Linked DNA regions of Mus musculus: region 2 is linked to region 1. The links are chromatin contacts, called in public Hi-C maps. All regions are on one chromosome and are shown on one strand. The core of a region is the stretch at or near the end of the contact, and the rest is flanking DNA. Distances in the headings are between cores, read along the strand shown. Region 1 overlaps Ets1 (E26 avian leukemia oncogene 1, 5' domain). Region 2 overlaps Gm3331 (a long non-coding RNA gene).

What was found. A called contact is a pair of places that touch in the nucleus more often than the background predicts.
Region 2: a contact with region 1 is called in a Hi-C map of the N1E-115 cell line, with 7 times the contacts expected there. The contact joins two enhancer-like sites. A contact is called at or near these places in 5 of 484 Hi-C or Micro-C datasets (the N1E-115 cell line and uterus) and 3 of 115 datasets of contacts at active chromatin or transcription factors (cardiomyocytes, fibro-adipogenic progenitors and heart atrium).

The regions. Positions count from the first base shown.
Region 1 is chr9:32,671,115-32,675,333 of GRCm38.p6, forward strand. The region is part of intron 3 of Ets1 (E26 avian leukemia oncogene 1, 5' domain); the gene reads left to right. Among named protein-coding and RNA genes, the nearest start is that of Ets1, 37 kb to the left of the region's middle. Within about 2 kb of position 1,602, at least 187 of the 459 cell types and tissues checked have an H3K27ac peak or open chromatin away from gene starts, as enhancers often do. A contact at or near this core is called in the N1E-115 cell line and uterus, where this site is marked.
Region 2 is chr9:32,829,106-32,833,345 of GRCm38.p6, forward strand. Gm3331 (a long non-coding RNA gene) reads left to right here. Exons shown (of 3, transcript XR_379227.1): 3 at 4,109-4,240. Among named protein-coding and RNA genes, the nearest start is that of Gm3331, 48 kb to the left of the region's middle. Within about 2 kb of position 1,391, at least 12 of the 459 cell types and tissues checked have an H3K27ac peak or open chromatin away from gene starts, as enhancers often do. A contact at or near this core is called in the N1E-115 cell line and uterus, where this site is marked.

The sequences.
Region 1 (4,219 bases), core at 352-2,851:
GCTGTGGGTGGCTGGTTCCTATTGGCCAGGGTTTACTGCCTCCTCTCTTAGACTCCCACCTTCTGCCTCCTTGAAACCTTTGAATGTGTGGTCCTTAACATTCAGATTCTTTGTGTGAGGGTATGACTCTAAATAGAACTGGGTCTAGTTCAAGGGTTTAAATTGGTTTGGTAGAGAGAGCAAGAACACAGCATCATGTCCTGGAGTTTTTAATACATTTCTTGGGTTTCTAATCTTCAACAGACAGGTCCTTAACCTTATTTTTGAGTTCTTATGCTGGTTTCATAATTTAAGACATGAAAGGCCTTGGTCAATGGACAATAAATGCCACCCTTCCTATGAACCATAGTTCAACGATGAAGTTAAAGGAGCCAGAGAAAGAAGGTGTCTGACTCTGACCTAAAAAGCTTTGACTACTTTCTCATTGCCCAAGGCACATCCTACCCTCAGGCTCTCTCTTTCCTCCTTTTTTTCCACCCCCGCCCCCCCCCCCGTGCCCTCTCCTTCTCCTCTTTTTCTATCATATATAACACATATATTACATCTGCCAACATTGTCCCCACTATAACTCGTTTCACCAGTAAAAAGAGAGGGGTACCTGAGAAGAAGTACCCAGGGCATTCTGGGATTGGGGCTCACTGGAGCTATGCTAAGGAAAAGTCAGGACTTTGGCTGGCTGTGTGTGAGAGAATGAATCCTTTCCTCGGTGCTGGGAAAGGAAGGAGACCCAGGTGCAGAAAGAGCGTCTCATCTCAGCAGGGCGAGCAGAGTGACAATTAGCATGCAAGCCTTCTGTTGGCCTGACCACCTGATAGATAAATTCCTTGTTTCTCAAAAAAGCCAAGGAAGTAACAGCATTGCACTGGAACTCTCAGGGGGCTCTGGAGGGGCGGGGGAGTTCTCTTAACTTCTTCAAACCGCAAATATTTAGTCCGAGTTGGGAAAAGGTCCCCGGGGCACCAAGTTCTTATTGGATTCTAGCAGTTTGACCCCTCTTCTGGAACAGGGGCGGGGGCGGGGTGGCCACTGCTGGCTGGCGTCGCCTGCTCGTCTCCTCTCAGCTCCCGCGGGCCGGCTGCTAGCGGGCGCTGCGGATCTCTGTGAATGGAAATGGTCGGGTGGGTGGATGATGTGAGAGGGCTGGGGCTGATCTGAGTTGAGAGGGGGTGTGAGAGCCGAGGGGGTGGGGACGGCCGGGCAGGGACAGCCTGTGGTGCTCACGTCTGGCCGGGAGAGACTCTTGGCCTCCAGATGTTCAGTGTGTTTATAGCTGCCAGAGCAAGAGACCAGCTCCCTCGTTAAGAAGTTGCTTTCTTGAGCTGCAGCTTCTGCAGCTGGAGGCTGCGCCCTCCCTTCCCCCAGGCTGGTCCCTCACCCCGACCCCGCCTTCCTCCTCTGCAATCCTCCCAAAATACACGAGCACACAAAAAGAAAAACACCAGCAGATTTTTTATTTCAGAGAGTAAACACTTGGGCCGTGGGGGTCTGGAGGTTATGGGAAAAGAGGAAACCATCCAGCTAATCAGGCAGCACACACTTCCCCCGCTGAAATAAAACAGAAATCTTTGCTCCGCAGGGCTGCCGGGTTAACCCCGGCACTGCCAGCCAAGCAGCGCCCCAGCGGCCCGCCCCGAAGTGGGGTATCCAGGCCCCACCTTGGGCAGCTGCCACTGCTGACTCTGGGAGGGGAGAGGCCTGGCCTGCCTGACCTGCCTGCTGTCCCCTTGGTTTGTGGTGGCACATCTGCTTAAGAAACAGATGAGATTCTGAACTTAGATTTAGATTGCAAGAGGCTAATGGGAGTTCTAGATAGGTGGGGTGTAAGCAAGGGCACCACTCCCTGCCAGGAGAGTCCTTGCTGTTAGGAAAGCCAGCTTGTTTGCCTGCTGTCCCTCCCTCCCTCTCTCCTTGTCTCCCTTCTCCTACCTTCTCTCCATCCCTGCCCCCCCCTCCACCTCAGTTCTCTCCTTCTAGTTCTTTCCCTACTAAGGGCCTTCAGAGTCTATATCCCTTCATTTGCCCCCTAGCTGCCTGTCCAGAGACCATAAATATCCTGTGGGGCAAAAGTCAGGGGTCAAACAGGAGGCCTAATTGCACTATGGGAGAGATCACCTCTCCCTGGGCAGCCTTTGGCCCTCAGAACTCGCCCCTGTGCATAGCCTCTGCCTTTCAGTTCAGACCCTGCCCTATCTCACTGTCTGGAGGGCTGGCTCTCTCTTCTCTGCATCACTGTGGTTTTTTGTTTGTTTGTTTTTTGTTTTTTAATATGGATGGGCTTCCTATTCCTGAGCATCCTATTAAGCCTTACCTATGGCCTTTGAAGACTCTTGCTTCTTAATAAAACAGATTTCCACAAACTCTATTCACCCTTTCAGGTGGCATTTAAACCTCAGCCTCCAAAGCAAGCAAACTGCTTTGCAAGTTGGAATTCCTTTCTTGAAGACCTTGTCAAGAGGTAGTGGGAAAGCAGAAACACCAGTGATTTAAACAGCGATAGAACCAGGTCCTAACTGCCTGTGTCTTTTATTGGGTCTCCTGCTTGTACATCACCAACCCTGAAGACCTTCTACCAAGTCTTAAATCTGCTAATTGTCACAGATTTTCTTCTTCTTCTTCTTCTTCTTCTTCTTCTTCTTCTTCTTCTTCTTCTTCTTCTTCTTCTTCTTCTTCTTCTTCTTCTTCTTCTTCTTCTTCCTCCTCCTCCTCCTCCTCTTCTTCTTTTCTTCTTCTTCTTCTTCTTCTTCTTCTTCTTCTTCTTCTTCTTCTTCTTCTTCTTCTTCTTCTTCTTCTTCTTCTTCGTCAGAAATGATCTTGCCAAAAATAATACATACAAGAATTTTGCTTTCCCCTGCTTCTCAGCATGATCTGGGACTCCAGAGAAGTTAGGATCTCCTACAGTAAGGGGAAAGGTTCCATTGTGCCCCGCAGAAGCAGATAGGGAGAGCACACCAGCATATCTTGTTTAACAGCAATGAATTCACTGTTGTCAACTTCCTTCCTCCAAATCCCTTTCCACTGCTGTGGCTGATCCCCAGAGACTGTATTTAAATCTGGAAGTTGTTTCCATCCCATTGTCTTGGAGATAAGAATCACGGCCTGGCTCAATGTCCAGACACATCTTTCTGCTTTATTTTATGCTACTCAGGATATATCTTGAGTCGGCTTTTCTACCCTCTAGTGGGTTCACCACCCTCACCTTATACAGTGGGACAAAGTGTGGTGACTGTCATGTCTGGATCACTTTGTCAGAACATATAGTGTAACAGTGTCAGGAGATCTGTTGGGTGTGACAGTCCCAGCCAACTGCCTCTGTCCAGGCACCATCCTCTGGAGTCCCAGCCCTCATGTCTGATCTCTGGCTTTTCTTGAAGTGGCTGACCAGGCTCTCTTGCTAAAGTTCACTTAGACAACTGGTAGTTTGCAGACCTCTCCATTCTAGAGAGAGATTACCCTACATGAACTCTGGATTACCCTACATGAACTCTGGATTACTACTTGGGCCTGCTAATTGTTGTTTTAGTGTATGTATCTTTCATTGGTATGTTAGATAGACATTCTAGTGGAACAAGACTTAGGGCTGGTTGATGACCCTAGGCCAAATACTGGAGTTTTATTATGAAAGTGGACAGCTGCATCTGGAATCAGATATGCCTGTGGACTGTCCTAGAGAGCCCAAGGGAGGTTAGAGAGAGCAAAAAAAAGATGCTTCATCACTTTGAACAGACCTGGTGTATCAGGCCTTTCATCATTCCCTTTTTAACTGAAAATTCTGACTTTAAATTTCCCGAACAACAAAACCAACAGAGCCGGTTTGAGTCTTGTCTTTTGACACCGTTTCAGAGTGTCCAGGCAGTTTCCTGGGCATATTTGCTTCTTGATTAAAAGTATCAGATATGACAATACCTTGTTCTTCTCTGGTGACATGAGTGTCTGAATGATCGTATTCCAGAGCTGTGTGAGAGGGCGTTGATGTTATTTACGCCTCCCGGGGGTTGAGGCTCATCCATGTATGGCTTCTGCTTTGCTATGTTCCTAGGAATGATATTATTCCTGCTGAACTTGAGTGAAAACTTGAGCTGTAGTTCTGAGGTGGGAGGAAGAAGATAAAACTGTCGGAAGGAGAGAACTGTAGGAAGGAGAGTTAGAGAAATGAAGAGAGAGAATTTGCTTACCCTACTGTCCATTCCCAATCACTGAATACATTTTATCTGTCCTTATG
Region 2 (4,240 bases), core at 141-2,640, 160 kb after region 1:
CAGGCATCTAAGGAATAATAATAAAATTAGATAAAACAAAAACAAGCAGGTCAGATTAGGACTAAATAAACTAAAAGAAGAAAGAGAGCCAAAGGAAAACCATGAGAAACATAAACACAGAGACACATTTGTTCACACACATATGAACCCCATGAAATCTCAAAGCTGGAAACCATGACATATACTTAACAAACATGTAAGGTTAGGAAAAGAAAGTCTTGACACAATATTTGAGACAAAGTATTGGTAAAGATACTGTTGATTTTGTTTTGTGTTGTCCATCTTCTTCTGGACACATGGCCTACCCTTAAAGTGATTTGTGTCTTCGGTGAGACTCTGTTGGAGAAAACTAATTTTTAATGCTAATTCTTCAAGATTCAGATCAGTAATCTTTCCTATGAAGACTTCTCTAGCATTTTCTATTCCTCTTTTCCTGAGCATACCTCCCCCTCAACTCTATCTGTTATACCTTGCACAAAAATAAGCCTTTTCCCTTATATTTGCTGAATACCCACTATGTTGTATATTGCCCTAGGCTTCAAAACAATTGTAACATATCCTATTCCATCCTTAGCTTTCTTGATGTAGCAGAAGAGAAGGAAAAATGTACAGAAAATTGACAGGTAATATAAAATCTTTGGAACTGAGGGATCCACTGGGATGTGGTAGCAGATCAGTCATAGAGGGCAGATACGATTGTTGGCTTTTGAGTTAATTGATGCCTGGGAGTCTCAAAGGATGGGTAAGAGCTGAATAGGAGGAGATGGCAGAATAGCAGACTTCTATCAAAAGCAGAAAGTAAAGATAATCCTTGTTGGCAAGAGAAAGGGTGGACAATTTAGGAGGTCGTGAGTTGCTAAGGTGATTGTAGAACAAATTGTGCATGCACAGAGAAGGATCCCCTTGGTGTGAGCGGAATCTTGAGGGGTAGCCTATTCTCTGTCCAGAACAATTCTCCCTTGCTCCCTTTGTCTCTCAGGAAAAGGGATTCTGTTTCCTTTGGGTTTATATTTCAGTGCTTAATGCAGGATGTTTTTTTGGCAGGCATTCTAAAACTGCTTGATGAATGAGTGAGTGAATGAATGAATGAATTAATGAACCAGAGACTAGCAACAATGGACTGGGATCACACATTGGTTGTAAACCATCTATGAAGAAGAGAAACAAGGAGTTCCACAAAGCATTTGGTTCACTTTGAAAGAGGATGTTAATTTCATTTTTTTTTACCCCACCATTTCATCCAGTTTATTACCATATATTTCCTCAAAAGAAGGTCTGGCTAATATCAAAACAAAGCAGACAGCTCTGGTTTTAATTACCTCTCTCAAGGCCATGCTGGCTAGGCAAATGCTGCCTGGATCCCACTTGAACCATGATCAGAAACATGCTGTCTGCTTCCCTTGTAAGCCCTGACTGGTGTGCATGAAGCTTATATTGATAAGGGTTGAGTTGGGGGCTTTATCTTTTAATAGGGGAGATAAGATTCCAATGCCTCCACCCTCCACTATCTGTGTGCTGACGGTGGGAACAGTCACCAAAGTGATGTGCAGGAGGCAGTGGCGGGGCCCTGGGTTAACCTCAGAGAAACACAAATATGAGTGGGTGGAGAGGTTGCTTTCCATGAGAATCTGTCTCCTTCTATTTCACAGCCTGGCCCACACTATTAGGCCCTTTGCCAGGAAGCAGAGCTTTGGATTATTTTTCCATTGGTCAGAGGAAGTTTTCTCTTCTCTTCTCTCTCTCTCTCTCACTCTCTCTTGCTCTCTCTCCTTATGAATGGAGGGAAAACCTTTCATTTTAACAGAGAACTTTTGGAATTTCATTTTAGTAAAATGAAAGGGGACTCAGATTCCCAGGACATATTAGAGGAAAGGTCAGAGTCTGAGCCATCGAAGGTGCTGAAACCTTGCACACATGGCAGCTGTGTGTCTCTTGATGTAAACACACCTTTCTGAGCCTAGGTTTTCTTGAAGAGTATATGATATGTATTTACTTCAGGTAAAATAAATATATTTCAGTATCTTTTTTTTTATTTACCTGAGAAGGTAAATAAAATGAACTGTATATAGATAAAATAGAAGTATTCAGTAGAAACTCAGTATATCTTATTTTTCTTCATATGCCTTTGAACTTAGACAAAGAGTCATCCCATCCTCCCACGTTTTCTGTATATTTGGGGATAAAGTTGTGAGTACAATTCTAAGATGCCCAAGCGAAAGCTTTACATATACAATGCCACATCCCACCCATTGATCTCATTCCCCCCACAGACCAAATATTTATTAAGTGTATACTTGTGCCTGAAGCTGCCTGACACTGCAGTTTACAGTTGGATCAGAGATGCGTGCTGACATCTATCCTTGGGAAACTTACCTCTTAATACAGCCAAAGAACATTATACACAAGGCTAGTAAATACTATCAAGGAGAGAGAGAGAGAGAGAGAGAGAGAGAGAGAGAGAGAGAGAGAGAGAGAGACTGCACTTGCACATGTACATATAATAAGACATTTTGGGAGGAAGATAAAAACAAGGACTAGAGGTAGAAAACATGATTGTTAATTTATTAATTATTTTGGGTCACGTAGGGAAAAAAATCTATATTTTCTTATAGGCTATGGCTTGGCCAAAACCAAAGTTTGGATTTCATAGAAAGCTAGTTATTTTCCTTCTTAATACAGCTCAAATGTTGCTGCCTGTCTGTTTCTGGGTCAAGTTATTTCTCCTGGCTATAATTTTATTATCTAATGGAGAAATAAAATTCATATTTCCAGACTAAACTGAAATCTGTTTCCTTACTATGAACAATCCCTCCTCTCTGTGACATACCATAGACACAAGAGACAAGATAATGTAGGACTCAGTAAAAGAAATTAACATTTTAAATTTTGAAGTTAATTTCTTTAAGACATATGCCACCAAGCTTCAAACTGGCCTGGTCTTGGGACCAATCTACCATTACTTGTCAGTCAATTCTTCCTGTCCCCATCTTCTCCAGATTCTGTTTGCATCAGGACCAACAAGCAAGAACTTCTGCAGAAAGGGAAGACTGACGCTGGCCAGTTTTCCTTATAATCAGGTCCACTACTAGAAGTCAAAGAACCCCATGTTCTGAGAAACAGGAGTACCTGTGATTAATGCTTTGCACGTCAGTGGGATTGATGAGGACACAAACGGTTATGAAAGGAAGACATGATGAACCTTGGCTGTTACAGTGTGGATGCCAAGGTTCTCTTTCTGTCAGAGAGAGCTGTGGCAGTGGGAACAACACTCATTGTGTGCCAGCATGATGCTGAACCAAAGGACCCACAACAGGAAAGCAAGAAACAACCAAACAGCAATGCCATCATTTTGTGAAATCATTCATGTTTCTGTTTTAATCTTCTCATATTCATGTGCTGACTTAGAATGTTCTGATGTGACCGATGCTGTAGATAACACCCTACAAATATCCTTTAGTTGCTGCTCTGTGTGAGGGGAGGGAAACGACCTCTGAGATCTCTGGAGTCACTATTGGACCCAAAGCCACTCACAGAGGTAAGACCTTAAGAGTTAGTCTCAAAATACCTTAAAAACCAGTGAATCCAACGGAACAATGAAATCACAACTGGGAGCTTGGGGTGTTTGAGCTTTAGAGAGAAAGTCCAGCAGACTAGTGCTTTCTGGGAGCACACAGCTCATGGTTTTCAATCCTATTCATTTTAGATGTATCTCTCCCATGACCTGGTTTGTTTGCTCTAGACAAGAGATTGAGTCCAGCCAGAGTGAAGCAGAGCCTACACCCAGCCCCATGTCCGCTGTCTCCTATCACTGCTGGTCTTGTTTTTAGTCAATGTCAAGAAGAGCTCTCTTGATCTTTATATAATTTGTCAGGAAGGGAGTCAGGTTTTTTAAATTAATCAATTAATTGATTAATTAATTAATTTTTTTTTTTTACCTTGGAGGCAGCACCAAAGGGCACCCAGAGCCCTGCACAACTGCTTGCTCATAGTGTTTTCTTTGCCTCTTGTCCCCATCGCCAAATCAAATGGAAACTCTCTGGCAAAGATAAAAACATATGTTTTTTTTTCTCTCCACTGACCTCCCCCCCCCCCCCGTTTCTTTTATCAGGGAAAACAGTGGAAAACCAGGCACCTGAAATTATCACCCTCCTCACATCAACTATCTCAGGAACAAGGGCAGTGAAAGAATACAAATCGAGCCAGCCTTCTCCTCACTTAGGCCTCGGGACAAGCAGACTGG